2 separate regions of the Mus musculus genome follow, and region 1 is linked to region 2. A link is a contact called in public Hi-C data. All regions are on one chromosome and are shown on one strand. Each heading gives the region's core, a stretch centred on a gene start, on an enhancer-like site or on the middle of the called end of the contact. The rest is flanking DNA. Distances are from core to core; before and after follow the strand shown.

Region 1 (4,036 bases), core at 441-2,940, 1.3 Mb before region 2:
GTTTGCCCTAAGCTATGATCTTCAGCTATCTGAAATCTCCAGCCCAGTCTCTGAATCCAGAAACATTTGTGGATCCCCAAATTCCTCCTTCTAAAGGATAATGGAGACAGTAGTTAAGTGCTCTCTATTTGGCAAGCTGAATACGTGTATGTTTGAGCTCTGAGTCTTCAATTAGCTAGCTAGGTGTCTGAGAGAACCTCTTAACCTCTCTGAACTTCCAATACAGCAAGAGCAGGCTTGTGCTGGGGTCCCAGCTCTGACACATGCTGGGGTTAGGCAGCTTCTCTGTGCTGCTGTTTCCTGTGAAGGAAGAGTACATCTAATGGGAAAAAAAATCCATGTGTCAGCATAAGAATTAAGTGTGGTAGAACATTTGGCCTAGACTTAGGAAAAGGCCAGAAGTTAGCCGTCCAAAGCATCTAAATGCTTCTGTCTGACATGCTCAGTGAGTATAAGTTTTGAGTCTTACCTCAACTACTAAATGTTTTCTCCTCTCTAGAAGGAAACAAGATGTAAAGGTTCCTACTGGAATGTGGGGCAGCAGTGTGCTTCAGAGATGTAGAGGAAGTTTTTGGTAGAAAACTGTGACCTTTTTGGAAGCTGCCCCGGCCTTCCAACAAGTTTCTAGGGTCAGGATAAAATATGGAATGCAGGATAAAGGGACTTTGGAACAAGAAGGAGGGCTGGAAGTTTCTTAAAGTGGAAAAATGGAATTTCCATGGTCGGGAAAACAAGGACTATACCTGAAGTAGAAAGAGAGCCAGCATTGAGATTGGTTAGCTTGTCTTAATGCGGTGTGTGTGTGTGTGTGTGTGTGTGTGTGTGTGTGTGTATGACAGTGCTTTAAAACAGCATCTACAGGCAAGGGGTGGGGGTGGGTACACACTTCAGCAGCAGAGGCAAAATACACCTGACTTAAGAAAAGCAAAACTCAGGAAAGATAAAGAGAAGATGAACAGTAAAGGGTATGTGTTAAGGTGAGTTTGTCCTCCAGCAGAGGCTTGCACTGTGTGTATCCCTCAACAACTGAATTTAAATCTCCTTCCAAACAGTGTTGCATTCCCAGATATCCCTTAAACTCCCTTCCAGCTCAAACCCCTTCAAAGTGATAAGCACACCTGGCTCTCCATATTTGTCATTTTCCTCTCTCCTTCAAGATTAGTGTCTGTCCTCTGGCTTTGGCTTCCCCTTTTGTTCCTCACCGATAATAGGATAACCAGCAAGGAAGCCTCGCTCAGCTCAGCAAGACAGACAGGAAAACAGGGCCTCCAACAGCCTTTAAGAGCGCGTCCTTCTGCTTGTCACCCCGGGGTGAGCCCGTGCTGAAGCAGCATCCGCAACCTGGGGTCTTTCATAAACTTCTGGCTCTCGGTGCAGGCTCCACGCAGATCCTGACTAAAAAATGCTGTTAGCAGAAAGGCGAATCAAATCAAATCAGACCAATTCCTTACTGTTTGACCCCAGGGGCAGAGGAGACACTGGTGAGAAGGGAGCCACAACTTGGAAAAAGATTTATTTTTCCTGGCCGTAAATCTCACCCTCTTGTTCCTCTGCCCAACCAAGCATGGTAAAGTCCTTTTCCATAAAGTATTCAGCATTAGAGCCACAAAGCTCCCCCAATCAGCAGCCATCTGCTTCTACCATAACTGCTGCTACCGAACCAGGGAAAGCAGCCGCAGAGAAAGGGCACCGCTGCTAGGCTCCTGGACAAATGAGCCTGAATAGCTCTGGTTTTCCTTGTGTATCTGTATCTATAGAGACAGGAGAAGAAAGGCCGCATTATATTGATACAACAATTGTAAAACAAAACACGGAAGAGCCATCTAAAGGGCAATATCGCATGCATCAGGGGTCCCCAGATAAAAGGGGAGCTAACAGATTTATAGAAACCTTTAATTGGTTTTCAATTGAAAGCTAAAGAGGCTGGAGCGAAGCCGTGAAGAGCCGCAAAGTGCTCTCTCGTTTAGCCCGTCTGGAGGCGTGAACGATTTCGTGGAAGGAGAAAGGGGGCTTGCCTCTTGGGCCTGGGAGCCACGGGCTGATTTTAGATTTTCGCACTCTCTCGATTAGTAGTAAGGGGAGAGAGAAGGAAAGGGCAAAAATCAAAGATAACTTTCTAGCTCCTCGCTGAAGAAATATTTTCAACAGGGGCGTCTCTAAACCTCAAATTCACAAAGAATGGTGAAGCCCGCCCTCACTAGCCGCTCTCCAAGTGCAGACTCAAACTAGGGAAGGGGTCTTTTCAGTACTCAGTCAGGGAGTGGTGCTAGCTCACGTGTTTGAGGCCGGCTAGTGTATTTCGCCCCAGGAAGCCGCTACTCTCCCTCCACCCCCTTTTGCAGTGCCCACCCACAGCAGCCCTGGACGTCGGTCCGTCTGTTCTTAAAGCTAATTTATTGGTCCAACCCTCCATTATCATTTTCAGCTTCCTAATTAATCAAAGATAAAAGGCAATGGCGCAAATTACGATTATGAGGGAACTGGAAGACGGTTTTGAATAAAATAGGAGAACTGGAATATGATTAATTGAACGACATGATAGTGAAATCTCAAGTGCGAGCAACAAGCCCCAAAGGGGCAAACCCTGATTCTTGTAAGGGGACAACGCCTACGTGAGGTCACGTGGGTTGAAGCACAGAAGGAAAAGAACTGGGTTCCAACTCCAGCTCCCAACCTAGCCCAGCGTTCTGTTCCTCCAACTGCTCCCCACCCCCACCGCAGTGCCGCCGTTCCTGTCCAATCTCTGGGCTCCTGGCTAGGGTTACTCCGCAGTAATTAACCTGCACCCCAGTTTCCCGCTTATCTCCCCTCACTTCTTTTCTCCACTCTCACATCCCTTTACTTTTGTCAAGGTTTCGTGAATTCTCGGGAAAGCACGTCCAGTCGGTCAAGAGACCGCTCCTGTAAAGAATAAACTGAGCCCCTGTCCGCCTCTGCTTTTTCAGAGGGAGGGATTAAGGGGCAGACACCGGGCGGGCTCGCAGTTTGCACTTGCTGGTCGCTGTGATTAATGTTTCCGAGGGGATTTACTCTGAGAGCTTATGGAACCTGCTCCGGCCGGAGGGCACTGTGGGCACGCGCTGGGACACTTGGGGATTAAAGGGGACGTCAGATGGGCTCGCAGGGGCCAGGCCATCGTGGCCTATAGCGTCTTTTCTCCATCCCCAACCTCAGCTTCTATAGAAACAGAGAGGACTGGTCTCGGAGGTTGACTTTCCATCTTAGGAATGTCTTCTTTAAGGGAGGAGTGTGCGGAGTGTCCCGAGTGCTTTGGGAGGAAGGAGCTCAGGAGCAAGCGACTGAACTTCCCGTCACTTATTCTGGCTAGCAATGGGAACCCAGAGCTTCACATTCTGAGGCTGCGCTGCTCCTCACCATAACACTCACTCCCTGATCAAATACACCCCCTCCTCTCCCCCCCCCCCCCCCCCCCGTCACGGTCAGAGGAAAACCCCAACTTCCCGGGGTTGTTATACTCCGGGCTGATGGCTAGACTCACCACCCAGGGAGGCATCGTACAGAGCAACAAGTCAGGGCAGGAAACCCATCGCCCTCTATAGCATCTCCCAGGGGCAGACAAACTCCTCCTGAGTCTTTGTACGGACTGTAAGAATAGGAGAAATTACCGAAATGCAAGGGCGGAGGAAAGAGTAGAAAAGAGAACTAGGCAAGGCAGGGGAAGGAGGGTAGAGAGAGAGAGAGAGAGGAGGTAGGAGAGGGGAGGGGAGAAGGGGGGAAGAAGATCAGAGGAGAGGAGAAGAGAGGAGAGGAAGGGAAAGGGGAAGGAAGGGGAGGGGAAGGGAAAAGAGGGGAGGAGAGAGGGGAGGAAGGGAAAGGGGAGATAAGGGGAGAGGAAAGGAGAGAAGAGAGGAGAGGAGGGGAGAGGAGAGGAGGGGAGAGGAGAGGAGGGGAGGAAATGGAAAGCAAGTGAGAGCAGAAGAAAAACGGAGAAGTGGGCTGTTAAGCTTGTGGTGGTCACTACCACTCTCGGACGGAAGGGGGCGTCCTTCCGGTCGAAGCAGCTTTCCTCTGAGCT
Region 2 (3,721 bases), core at 826-3,325:
CTCTGTGCTCAAATTAGCTTTTGATTATTTTGTCCACACAAAAATGCCAGAGACAGCCCAGATTGTACTCATTAAGGGCTATCATGTCTCCTGTCAGTTGTTTACAAGAAGGGCTCTGCTTGGCCTCAGCTACTTTTAGGTGAAGTCATTTTAGGAAAAGTCAAGAGGCACAGAAGCAGAGCTTTAAAAAGTTTCAATATAAATCTTCTGTAAAAGGAAAGAGTAGAAAAGACCAAAGTATAGGTTGGATTACAAGCTTCATGTTGGCTCTGTGGGCATGAGTGGTGTGTGTGTGTGTGTGTGTGTGTGTGTGTGTGTGTGTGTGGAGTCCAGAGGTTGACACTGGGTATCTTTCAATCACCAATTCCTCTTCACTTTATTTTAAAGGCAGGGCTGTCTAGGAAGAGAAGCCCCAGGATCCTTCTGCCTCAGCCTCCCCAACCACACCCAGGAATTACAGGTTTATGCTCTGCTTCCCTGCTTTTCACTTGGGTGCTGGGGAGGGAGACTTAGGTCTTCACGCTTGCATTGGAGGCACTTTACTGACAGCCTCGTAGCCAGACCTTTAACGGTCACTCTTGAATGGTGGACCTCCAGTAAGCATCCCAGGGAGCCTAAATAGTGATGCTGCAGAGCCAATAAAAGTCTTTATGAGGAGAAAACCAAAGCAGGACAAGAGCTGGAAGTTAGGCTTGTGGCTGACAGGGCACAAGAAACCCTGTTAGGTAAGAGGAACCTTCTTATTTGATGAAAACAAGCGGCCAAGGGAAAGTCTCTGCATGGTGGGAAGGCAACTGATTTGCTGGGTTTTAGTGTTTGGCTGTGAGTTCTGAGCAACAGAAATAGGAAGGAAGCAGCTCTGTACTGCATCTGGCCTCTTAGGAAACCTCGAGATGGGGCACAGGATAAGCCCCGTCTTCTCCTGCCTCGTGTTCTTCTCATGGAATCTTGAGATGCACTGGCTTTTTCTTAAAAGAAAGTTTCCAGCACCCAGTAGTGAAAAATGACCACCACCCAATTAGAAGGTTCTGGGTGCCAGGGACCTATCTGATCTCTTTCCTGAGCACCTGGAGCACAAAAGTTGCTCAGGGGAAGAAAGGTTCAAAGAACAAACACTTGTGGGGCCCTAATCATTGAGAGTAGACAGAGAAATATCTGGGAGATTTTTTTTGTATTATTCATATGAATAATGATAACAGAGAAGAAGGACAAGAAGGGGAGAGACCAGAGAGATCAAGACACACAGAGAGAAGTAGGAAGAGATGGAAGAGGGAAAGGAGGTAGGAGAGAAGGAGGAAGAGAAAGGGGAGAGACAGGAGGACAGAGAGGAGGGGGAGGAGCGGGAGGAGGGGAAGGAGGGAGAAGACAGAGATCATTCCTCATCTGTTACGACAACTGAGTTATTTTTGTTCATATCTATTTTGTATTTGTGACTTCCTGCAGAAAAGATGTCAGATGATTATGATGAAATAGCCCTGTGCTCTATGTGGTTGGTATACGTGCACCAGCGTGTGTGTGTGTGTGTGTGTGTGTGTGTGTGTGTGTGTGTGTGTGGTGTGTGTGTGTGTGTGTGTGTGTGTGTGTGGTGTGTGTGGTGTGTGTGTGTGTGTGTGTGTGTTTAATTCTTCAGTTCTGCTGAAGTGACTTCCCTGCTTCTCCTGATTCAGCAGTGAGCACTGAGAATTATAAGAAGCAGGATTAGCTCACAAACAAAACAGCCCATCCCTGCCTAATAACATAGCTTAGTGATAATGAGGGCAAGGCACTCTGGGAAGGCCACTCCCCTTCAGAAGTCTTAGGACATCTAAATTGGGAGTTGGTGATCTTGTAAACAAATTCAAATTACCTTCCAGCAAAACCCCAAACTACTTGTTGGAGATGGGTTTTGGCTAGAAGATGTGAATCCAGATCAAAATCAAAAGCCACATAAGTACTAAAATAGCCAAAACAGAGACGCAGTCATTACAGGAAACTCACGAGGCTTCAAAGGAGGTTTAAAGAAGGAAGAGCTGCAGCCAGAAGAGCTGGTGGCGTTGCCCGTCTGTACTGGAAATGTCGACATCCTCTGGAGAGGAAGAGGAAGGAGTTAGCGGTGCCAGACAAGCAGCTGGACAATGACAAGACAGGAAACCGGGCTGCTGATGACAGTGAACTACAAACCGGGAGGAGGGAAGCATCAAAGCTACGGGGCCGCTGAAGACTGTGGGCAGGGACAAAGTGAAAGCCGTGAGGGGCTCAGAACCAGCCACAGGCCACATACGCATGGTCTAGCGGGTAGCCAAGTCTCCATTTATTTCTGTTGAAATACCATGAAAGGTCCTTTGTCCTGTTGCAATCATCCCAGGAATATTCTATTGTATTTTGCACAGGTTCAAACATTGCCTTGAAGGGCAGCCATTCAAATGTGAGAGAACACTGTTGTAGATGTCTCAATATAGTTCTGGTTAACGTTTATAGGTAACACTTAGTATATTTGTTCCCAGTACTTTATGGAAAAATATAATTTAATCCCAAGGTTAAAGGGCCAAAACAGAACAGGTGTAAGAAATGAATTCAGTGATTGTTCTCCAGAGCTCATGCTCTAAGCCCCCCCCCCCTCCATCTTGCCTAAGAAGCCCCGTAGAGTAGAGAGATGATGGATCTATGGTATTGTCCTGAACAAACTTTCAGCTCACTTCTATTTACATCTGCTCCACTTGCCAGAATTCTCTTGCCAACCTTTGCAGCGAGAGATAGTAGCTAAATGCTCAGAATTAAAGAGCAACCCCCAAAACCTGGAAAAGAGTCTAAGTGAACAAAGCCTGCCTGGAATGGAAGAGCTCTGAGTGAAGAGAGTCAGCACAGAGAAGCAAACAGAGGACCCTGTAAGGTACAGTTCTACTAGTCTTCTCAGAATCTCAGAAGTGGAATCCTTTGACCATATGAGGGGGTGGCCGTAAGCTATTATTTAAGACCATAGCAATATTGGAGGGAACTACCTTACCAATAATCAAATGTAAGTATTACTGCTATTATTAATTAACAACTTGATGTAGTTAAGTGATGCAGCAAGGCTTTAGCTACTTTGTGGATTATTCTTTCTTCCACCCTTCTCCATCTGTTTTCTGTCCTTTTAACCCCCTAACACTAGATAGGAGAAAAAAAAGGATAGAAAGGAAAAGGGGGTGTTATCATTAATAGGTGGGACTGTTCCTGCTAACAGGGGTCTTGAGTTTCTGGGAGCAAGTTTGATCTTTGCTGTCAAGATATGTGATTTCTTCTTGTTTCTTCTTTTTGCACAGGACTACTTATCAAACTGTAATCAACAACAACCATTAACAACCAACAACCAACCAACCAACCAACCAACCAACCAACAATCAACAACTCCACCTCTCAGGGCCCTTTTTTATATATTCCCTGAAAACTTTCCAGAATTCCAAACACCACACAATCGCATAAAACTGTCTTCAAGTGTCAGAATCATGCCCCCACCAGAGCTCAAGGAAAATCAGTCAGCTGCTTCGTACACGCTGAAGCAGCCCCATGTCCCACACCTGGGAATAAAATGAAAGCACGTTCTTTTCTCTGTGTGTGTGTGTGTGTGTGTGTGTGTATGTGTGTGTATTTTAAGAAACCAAAATTCTTACCACAAAATGATATCTGAGTTTGCTTTCTATTGCTGTGATAAATATCATGGGGGAAAAAAAAAAACCCAAAACAAAAAACCACCAACACCACC

What was found. Hi-C and Micro-C count contacts between places; a contact is called where the count stands out from the background.
Region 1: a Hi-C map of rod photoreceptor shows a contact between it and region 2, with 2.6 times the contacts expected there. The contact joins two enhancer-like sites. A contact is called at or near these places in 1 of 484 Hi-C or Micro-C datasets (rod photoreceptor), 5 of 115 datasets of contacts at active chromatin or transcription factors (large pre-B cells, memory CD8 T cells, regulatory T cell precursor and 2 more) and 1 of 9 other capture datasets (liver).

Annotation. Positions count from the first base shown.
Region 1 is chr5:98,167,730-98,171,765 of GRCm38.p6, reverse strand. It overlaps a transcript of Prdm8 not described here. Among named protein-coding and RNA genes, the nearest start is that of Prdm8, 11 kb to the left of the region's middle. Within about 2 kb of position 1,690, at least 11 of the 459 cell types and tissues checked have an H3K27ac peak or open chromatin away from gene starts, as enhancers often do. A contact at or near this core is called in rod photoreceptor, where this site is marked.
Region 2 is chr5:96,910,110-96,913,830 of GRCm38.p6, reverse strand. Gm33370 (predicted gene, 33370) reads left to right here. Exons shown (of 3, transcript NR_168888.1): 2 at 2,704-2,869; 3 at 3,282-3,561. Among named protein-coding and RNA genes, the nearest start is that of Gm24623, 4.3 kb to the right of the region's middle. Within about 2 kb of position 2,075, at least 168 of the 459 cell types and tissues checked have an H3K27ac peak or open chromatin away from gene starts, as enhancers often do. A contact at or near this core is called in rod photoreceptor, where this site is marked.